Linked DNA regions of Mus musculus: region 1 is linked to region 2. A link is a contact called in public HiChIP or PLAC-seq data. All regions are on one chromosome and are shown on one strand. Each heading gives the region's core, a stretch centred on a gene start, on an enhancer-like site or on the middle of the called end of the contact. The rest is flanking DNA. Distances are from core to core; before and after follow the strand shown. Region 1 holds the start of Agpat5 (1-acylglycerol-3-phosphate O-acyltransferase 5 (lysophosphatidic acid acyltransferase, epsilon)). Region 2 overlaps Mcph1 (microcephaly, primary autosomal recessive 1).

The links. HiChIP or PLAC-seq counts read pairs in DNA pulled down with a chosen protein or histone mark.
Region 1: an H3K4me3 HiChIP or PLAC-seq map of embryonic midbrain shows a contact between it and region 2, with 4 times the contacts expected there. The contact joins the promoter of Agpat5 here to the enhancer-like site in region 2. A contact is called at or near these places in 1 of 39 promoter capture datasets (neural stem cells), 1 of 15 datasets of contacts at CTCF or cohesin (the G1E-ER4 cell line), 2 of 484 Hi-C or Micro-C datasets (both in the G1E-ER4 cell line), 3 of 115 datasets of contacts at active chromatin or transcription factors (astrocytes, bone marrow-derived macrophages and embryonic midbrain) and 3 of 9 other capture datasets (adipose tissue, liver and pancreatic islet).

What each region holds. Positions count from the first base shown.
Region 1 is chr8:18,844,580-18,849,023 of GRCm38.p6, reverse strand. Agpat5 (1-acylglycerol-3-phosphate O-acyltransferase 5 (lysophosphatidic acid acyltransferase, epsilon)) reads right to left here and starts at 2,745. Exons shown (of 8, transcript NM_026792.3): 1 at 2,246-2,745. The coding sequence starts at 2,464.
Region 2 is chr8:18,692,527-18,696,680 of GRCm38.p6, reverse strand. All of the region lies in intron 12 of Mcph1 (microcephaly, primary autosomal recessive 1), which reads right to left. It overlaps Angpt2 (angiopoietin 2), which reads left to right. Exons shown (of 9, transcript NM_007426.4): 8 at 2,154-2,284. Among named protein-coding and RNA genes, the nearest start is that of Angpt2, 47 kb to the left of the region's middle. Within about 2 kb of position 2,475, at least 42 of the 459 cell types and tissues checked have an H3K27ac peak or open chromatin away from gene starts, as enhancers often do. A contact at or near this core is called in astrocytes and neural stem cells, where this site is marked.

The DNA of each region.
Region 1 (4,444 bases), core at 1,496-3,995, 150 kb before region 2:
ACCTACATTTGCATAGAATCCAATGCAACGCCTTTAATCCCAGCCCTTGGGAGGCAGAGGCAGGCGGATTTCTGAGTTCGAGGCCAGCCTGGTCTACAAACTGAGTTCCAGGACAGCCAGGGCTATATAGAGAAATTCTGTCTCAAAAACAAAACAAAACAACAGCAGCAACAACAAAAGAATCCAATGCAATGTCCACACAATCTGCTTTTGAATAGCAAAGGAGGCCCTCACCCTCACCCTCTCCCTCTTTAAGTGGAATTGGTTGGATACAGCTGCTTGAACACTGCTCTCCACTGTGCACATATTCTAAAACCATTACAAGTAAGATTATAGGCAAGTGGTGGCGCACGCCTTTCATCCCAGCACTTGGGAGGCAGAGGCAGGTGGAGTTCTGAGTTCGAGGCCAGCCTGGCCTACAGAGTGAGTTCCAGGACAGCCAGGACTACACAGAGAAACCCTGTCTCAAAAAAACAAAAAAACAAACAAACAAAAACCACAAAAAACAAACAAAAGATTATCCCTATAGCTGGTGACCTAAGGCAGAAGACAAGCTCACATCTCAAACTCTTGTGACCAGTGATCAGCTAATTACTTTGATTTTATTTTGATCCATATTACTGCCTAACCACATTTCTCCCTCATATGTAAACTGTTCAGTACCGCCATGAATCCGTTTTAAATTTCATATAACTAAAAGAGTTTAATCCAGACATGGCGGTACATGCCTTTAGTCCTAACACTCTGGAGACAGAGGCAGGCAGATCTCTGTGAACTTGAGGCCTGTGAGGTCTACATAGAGTTCCTGCCCACCAAGACTACAGTGTGAGATCCTGGTTTGCTTCTTTTTTTTTTAGAGCTCATTATTGGAAAGAATAGAAGAACTCATTTTTTTCCTTCTCTTCTCCTTAATCTTAGTTTTAAGGCGTTAACTTAAAAGCCCTAAAATCACTTAGAAAACAGCTGCTGTAGCCTGGGTGGGGGGTAATAAGGTTTGCACTTGACTCCCCTCAAGTGCGTGTCCTCTCTCCCAATCAATAAACTCACTAACTTTGCTTCATTCTGACTCATCCTAACGTCTCTGCAGCAAGAATATAGGTGGCACTTGAGTAGAGGTCCCTGAGCGTCTGAGGGGTACTTGTCATGTGCAAGGTCAGCAACTTTAAGTTGTGCTCCCCGCTGTCTTGTCCCTTCTGCTAGTGAAATTAAATACTTATCCACGATTAGACCATACATTCACTTGACAAACTTAGTAAAGTAAGAGGGAGGTTTGAAACCATCAGTGTGGGGGTTCCTAAAAATTCTGAATGAAATCCTATTCTAAAAGTCAATTTTTCAGAAACCTTGATGTGCAACAGTGATTTTCCTATTCCCTAGGAAAACATTTAAAAAGATAGTGATTCAGAGAGGTCTTAATTCCCTACCTCAGACATAATCTCCAACTGGCGCAAAACTCAGTAAGGGATCCAGTCGCCAAAGTACCCCCCTAACACAGAATGAAAAGAACTGAGAAATGGGGGGGAAAGTCATAGATACATCTGGGAGAACCCAAACAGAGCTCTTCTTTGAAACTGAAAACCAAAAAGGAAGTACAACTGTAGGTTTTTATGGGATGTCATATAACGAATTCACATTAGGAGAGCTTTCTACTCTTTATTGTTTTCAGAGTTCAATCTCCACGGGGCGGGGGGGGGGGAGGGAGGGGTGGAAAGAAAGAAAGAAACAGTAGCAGGAAGAAAGCAATCTGACAAGAGATCAGCCCACATTGAAGCCCAGTCCAAGCTGAAGAGAACTGTATCGACAGTGAGGCTCCTATTGTAACCAATGTATTCATTTCCTCCCTAGGCCCTCGCTTTCACCCGGGAGGAACCCAAGGCAGGAGTCGTCCTTCACAGCTGTCACTTTGGTCAGCGCCTAGAGGTCTTGCTAATCTAAAAGACCTCGGAAGTGCAAATGAAGCCAGTCCCAGCATCACCACCTCGGACTCAGTGCCCTACTTTGGCAGGCACTGAGATGGGCAGTAACAGCCGGCCCGGGGCGGGGGTGGGGCGGACCCGGGAACACACTCAGCCTCAGCAGGACGTTCCAGAAGGAACCCCGAAGTGAGAACCAGAAACTTCCCCCCGCGGCGGGAGGCCGTGAGCTGCGGCACGTGCTCGCCGGGCTGCGAGTGTTCGCCCGGGTTGCAAGCGCCGCCCCGGCCGCGGGGAGGGCTCGCACGCAGCCCTGCGCGGCCGCGCCTCACCTGGACCCCGGTGTAGTTCTCGAAGAAGAAGAGCACCATGTTCTGGTAGACGCAGTAAAGCCGGTCGTCCACGCGCTGGTACAGGCGGGCGGGCATCAGCGCGGAGAGCACCCGCCACAGCGTCCAGGCCAGCAGGTAGGTGGGCGCCGAGCCCAGCAACAGGACGCTGGGGAGCAGGTAGCGCATAGAGTACGTGTGGAGCACCAGGGACAGCAGCATCCTCTCGGCTCGCCAGCCGCGACTCCGCCTGCGTTGCCCGCGCGGCCACCAGGACCTCAGCCACCGCCGGCCGCCCGCCAATCACTGCGCGGGGCCGGCCGCGCCGCCGCCCTCCGCCCTGGCTCCGCCCCCAGCATGGGCCGCGGGGGCCCGGGACCCGGCGGGGACAGTGACGGCCTCTGCTCGCCGCCTTGGAAAGGGCACGCCTCGGCTTGCCGGGCGCACTCGCCTCGGGGTGCTCGCTTTGCTCCGCGCGACCCGTGCTTGTCAGCGGGGAGGCGGGGTGAAGCAAGGCTCCCGGGTAATAAGGCGCCTCCTGATTGGCCGACTTATGGGCGTAATACGTGTTCTGATTGGCTCGGTCCCTTGGCCTCGTCACGACGCATGCTCGACTGCGAATGCTGGCTGGGGATGAGCCCGGGAAGAAGTGAGGTGGTGGGTTTTGGCCTGTGCTGGCGTGCGAGAGCTGCGTGGAGACACGAGGATGCTTCCTGCAAGACACGCGTGAGCCGACTAAGTCGTGGAGCACAGGAGGAGCTCGATGCCGCAGGTTATGGACAACTGCAGCGTCTTCGCGTGCCGGAGGGCCACCCGTGCCCCCACGTGCATAGGAAGCACACCTTCCCTCCTCTTGGCTGTTGCAGAATGAGGCTGGGTCCGTCTCCTGTACCCTTGGTTCACCTTTCACGGGACTGTCACCTCCTTGTATTAAATCTTTCAAAGCCTTAACTTTTGCCCTTTAATAACCTCTTGCTCTTTAACTTGTTTCTACTGTGCGTTTTCCTAATATCCTACATTTCTTCTTTTCAATGTGTAGGAAAGTATTTCCCTATACATGTAGGATCCATAAGTTCTCTTCCCTCCAGAAAACTAGAATAGTTAAGTAACAGCAAAAACTTATCCAGGGGCCCAGGTCCTTTCACTGCCCTAACTAGTGGAGACCAGATAATTCTATACAAGAAGGTATAGAAGGAAACAGGTCAGTGCGCACGCTCAGATCTGTATAAAGTACGTTTTAAATATGTGGGTGTGTGTGTGTGTGTTGGTTTCTCTAAGTGACCCTAAGGTCACTTATTCTGCCCCTAGTTTTCTCCCTTTCCACACCACTGACGCCTGTGTCTCTGCTTCCTTGCCTTGGATTTCCCTTCATCTTTTGCCCCATGTTTCTTTCCCATCACCTCTGAGATGCGCTTCATAAGGCATACAGGTGACTCCTGTCATTAGCACACTATGTCAGATGGACGTGCTTAGGAGTTTACACGATATCAGAATGTATTGAATGACAATAAATTTCACTAAGTACAGTGGCTTCGCTGGCACCAGAGAGGCCCACTTTACTCTGTAGCCCTTGCTAAGGGAAACACAGGTTCTTTTATTGCAGTCTTAATTACTAATATTAACTCTCAGATCACACATACATCACTCTGTAAGTATATCTCTGTTTACATATGCATATATAGGTTACAGTGACTACAAAGAGTTAGAAAGAAGAAAGGAGTTTTAAAAGCCTTGGGAAGCCAGTGCTGGAGAACTGACAGGGCTATAAGAGTGTCTGTCACGATAACATGAACCACAAACCCAGCTTTAGGGGAAAAGCAGCTGTTGGTGGGTCACAGATATGACAAACTGTCCAGTTTAATGAAGATGCAGAGGTAAAAGGGCAGGCAAAGGAACTGTCAAGACAATTCACTGTCAGTTCAGCAGACCAGTCCAGACAAAGGAATTGTTTGACAGATAGACTGTAGATTCAGATTGGCAAACAAGAGTTCAGGAAGACAGGAATTGAGGTACACATCAAAAAAGAAGGGACTGAGCCAACCTGAAGGTCTCTGGAAATTCAGGGGTTCTCTCTCTGTTGGCCTATGACATTCTGCAAATAGTCAGATGATCCATTTGTGGGAGCATTTACTTGACAATGTTAAGAGTCAACTTTTGTCAACAGAAAAACAAGGTACCTGAGGGCCCCCTCTCCTTTCCCAA
Region 2 (4,154 bases), core at 1,226-3,725:
CACAGAGATGAAGAATTAGCCTGTTTACATAAGGAGATTTTACTACATGGGTCCTTACCCTTCCACAATGACATTATAAAAATAGTGTAAGCTAAGGTTCTTTTGGAAATGCAAACATATTTTGAAGATGCTATTTGAAAAAACAACAACAACAAAAAAAATCCCCACTGGTTTTTGAGGCTTAGTTTACTTGGAAATGTAAAACAATAATAATCCATAAAAACTTGCTACACTAATTAAGAGGATGCTAATACGGCTAAGTACTCTGGAAGTAACGCCTGAGTAAGTGCCGAGTAAGCCAAGCTTCAGATTGGGACGTGCTTCCCTCCAAGAACAAGCAGGAAACCAAGGAGTGCATGAGAAAGGGGCACCAAGGAAGACATGTGTCTGCCTGCCTGCCTGCTCACACCCTGCCACCCCATTCTCCTTCTTTCTCTTGATTCCCAAGACAGGGTCTCGTGTAGCCCGAGGGAGTCTTGAAATTGCTACGTAGCCAAAGATGACGTCAAACATCTGATCCTCCTGCCTCCACCCCTCAAATGCTAGGATTGTAGGTATGAGCAATGACATGGCCAACTCAAGGCTGTTCTTAATAACAGATTTGAAAGCATGTACTTTTGTCTGGTAGGCCTCCAAAAGGCTCTAAGATTGAATAACCTTTCAAAGAGAGACTAATAAAAATAGATTTCTCTCTGACATTACTTGCCTTTGCAGGACATTTAGTGAGTCCCCTGAGAACTGACCTTTCAAAGAAGACAAGAGACTGAAAAGGAAGACAAACCTTGGCGGGGAGGGGTGGGGTGGGGTGGGGTGTGGTGGGGTGGGGTGGAGGGGGTGTAAAGGGGGGTAAATGTCAGAAAGAAAACTATTTCAGGTTCCCAAGCACACAAGGACTAGTTCTCCACACACTGCAGCTGCTGTCCTAGGGCTGCCGTGAGCACTCACTGTAAAGACATGTGCCAGGGCCTGGGACAGTGGTCTCGCCCTCTCCTCTGCCTGTTCCCACATGAGATACTGACAAGTGAATCTTCCCAAGGTGGTGGATGGCAAGGACAGAGAGCTTTACAAAGAAGAGAACACTTGGGGGCTCAAAGGACACTTGGTAGTCACCATGTAGGATTTCCAGAGACTCCTGTATCTACATTGCATGAGCTCTTGGGGATTCAGCATGATAGTTTGCCAGAGCTGGTTACTGGCATGCCAAAACACCAAAAGGACATCCTTACGTCACCCTATTATGTGAGACCCAGCTCTGGTCTGACTCGAAACATCTGACCACTGGCAGTTTGTGACATTTTAGAGAATTATATGTTCTGATTGGGCATGGCCATCCATGACTGTAACCCCAGCACTTGGGAGGCTGAGGCAGGTGGACTATCACAAGTTCAAGGTCAACCGAGGCTGCTTAGTGAGTTCCAGGCCAGCTTAAGCTACAGTGTATATAACCCTGCCTTAAAAACAAAACAAAATAAAATAGTAATTAAAGCGATTATGCTTATCCTGACCTTCAGATTCTCCTTGTTGGCACAGTTGGCTGCTGAGGACCACACTTTGGCAACAGTCTAACAGTGTGGTCCATGATCAGGGGTCTGGGCACTGACATTTACTTCCTTTCTGAGGTCAGACAGGTTTATTATACCAGTGTCCAGAATCAAGGCAAAGCAGCTATAGGGGCTACCCCAAACTCCTCACCCACTCCTTGCCTTCTAGCCTCTCCACCCCAACTTCTACCCCTTCAGACTATAGACAGGGTATCTGGTCACTCTAGTAGCCATTCCCCAGGGACTGTGGTGGTTGGGGGCGGGGAGGGGGTCTGTGAGAAGCCCCTTTGTTCTGCAGATGCCTTCTGTTCATCTGAATGCAGAGGGATAATGAATTACAAGGCCCCATTAAGGTCTGCTGATGCTGGTGCAGGCAATATGTGTTGAAGTTGTCATGAAAACATCCCTCCCTCTTTGTCAGAGGGTTTGATGATAAGTTGGTTCCTGTTTATACCAGTACAAAGTATTTTGTACGGAGTGGGCACTGGAGTGTACTGACTGGCCCCAGTGCACTCTGTAGAATGGAATTCTTCACCATGAGAAATTTTCCACTACAGTCAATCAACAATCCTAGCCAGTTACAATTTTTATTTTTTCCTTTGCACGTTCCAGGATTCACCTTACAGGACTCACGGGGACCGCGGGCAAAATAAGTAGCATCAGCCAACCAGGAAGTGATTTTAGCACAAAGGATTCGGACAATGACAAATGCATCTGCAAGTGTTCCCAGATGCTCTCAGGAGGTAAGGCGACTCTTCCTATTTGAATTGGCAAGAAGCAGCTGCCTAGCATAGACGACTGGCAGTGTAAGCTCCGACTGGAATGCATGCCTGACAATGAACAGCCTTACTTCCGTAAGAACACAAGCCATCTGCCTCCCAGTTCATTGGTTGGGCCTCCTTTTAGTTCAAGTGTGACATGAAAGCACAGCATGGAGCTGGAATTGTCACAAGGGTGACAGTGTACTCTCAGGATGCTTGGGAGTGAGCGAGGGGACATTAAGTGGCTCACTGACCAGATGAAAAGAGAAGGGTTTGGCTCCATACTGCTTTGTTTCTGTTTAATATCCAGCCCAGGGCTTTTCAGCTGTCTCTTTCATGCAATGATGCTTACATATAGCAAGAAAGTGGGCTGGGGAAGACAGCTCAGTGGGTAAGGTGCCTGCCATGTGCATGTTCAGGTCTGTAGCACTCTTGTACAAAGGTTGAATATGTGGTGTGCAACAATTCCAGTGCTGGGGCTGGCTTGCCTGTCAGTCTAGCTGAATCCATGAGTTCAAGGTTTGATGAGACTCTATCTCAAACCTGTGAGATGGCTCTGTGGGTAAACATGCTTGCCGTCAAGCCAGACATCTGAGTTTGATCCCTGGGTTCCTCATGGCCAAATGTGAGAACTGCTCCTTGCAATTCTCTGATCTCCACACCAGAAATAAATAAAATTAATTAAATTATATGAATAAAAGCTTCTAAGACAAGTAAAAGATCTAAGCTTGAACAATGCCTGCTCTTCAGTAAAGAATTCGTGCAGCAACAGTAACAAGAGGATATATTCATGAAATGAAATTTAGAAATTGAGATTTCATGAAAGAATTAGGTCCCACTCTCTGGCAGATCCTGGATTCTTGGGGTAGCAGATTGGCCACTTGGTGGCATGAGTTTTCTCTATTAGCTGTAATTATTCAAAGGAGAGAACCCCAGTGAACTGCTGTAAAGGGGGCTGGACTCTCATCTCACTGTAACAGCTGTCTTTAAAGCCACATAACAGCCGGGGTAGGGGTAGGTTCTGGGGCCACAGCACCCCTGATCCCGAGCCGGCTTGCTGTTCGTTCCCACACTTAGACCTCTCTGGAGAGGCTGACTGTTCTCAGACCACCCGTGTGCTGCTATTCCAGAGAGCAGGAGAGCTGCTTCCCAACCAAGGACACAATTCATTTATTTACCCAGCTCAAGATTTAAGGGCTGAGAATGGAGCTGGGAGAGACTTGGGAGGAGGCAAGCAGCCAGGGGAGGGAAAGTGGGGAGGTCTGGCTTGTAAGAGGCCAAGTTCCAAGCCATGGGCTGGCCCATAGGGAAGGTGGCCCGTGAAAAAGTGCACAGGAGCAATGACTCCAATGGTGCCCAAAGGCTAAGGCAGATCTGTAACTGACATTTCTCTCCAGCCCTAGGGTTTTACACAACACAGGCTCTTTTTATACATTCCCATTTCTCAGAATCAACAGCTAGGGGTGTCTCCAAGTGGTAGTGCCCAGGTGGCCTCAGAATTGGTGTTTCACCCACATTCTTTACTGTCTACTCGTTGTTGTTTTCTGGATTTAAAAAGAAACAAATACTATACAACCAGTGTCTCTCCCACTTGAGGCTTAAAGATAAATTCAGATTAGTACATTGTCTAGGTTTCTCCTTCATATGGTGAATCCCACTGCCTGCCATGCTCCTATTTGTGGGTAGACTCCGGAGCTACAACGGGAAAGATCCTTACTGCTGCCTGACTCTCCCTCAGTACCACACTTTGTAGTGTTAAGGTTCCTTTTTCCCTAGCTCCCCAGAGAGCTAGACACACTTGGCTTCTGTTCCAAACAAATATACATGATGGAGGGGGATGGGAACCACTTGG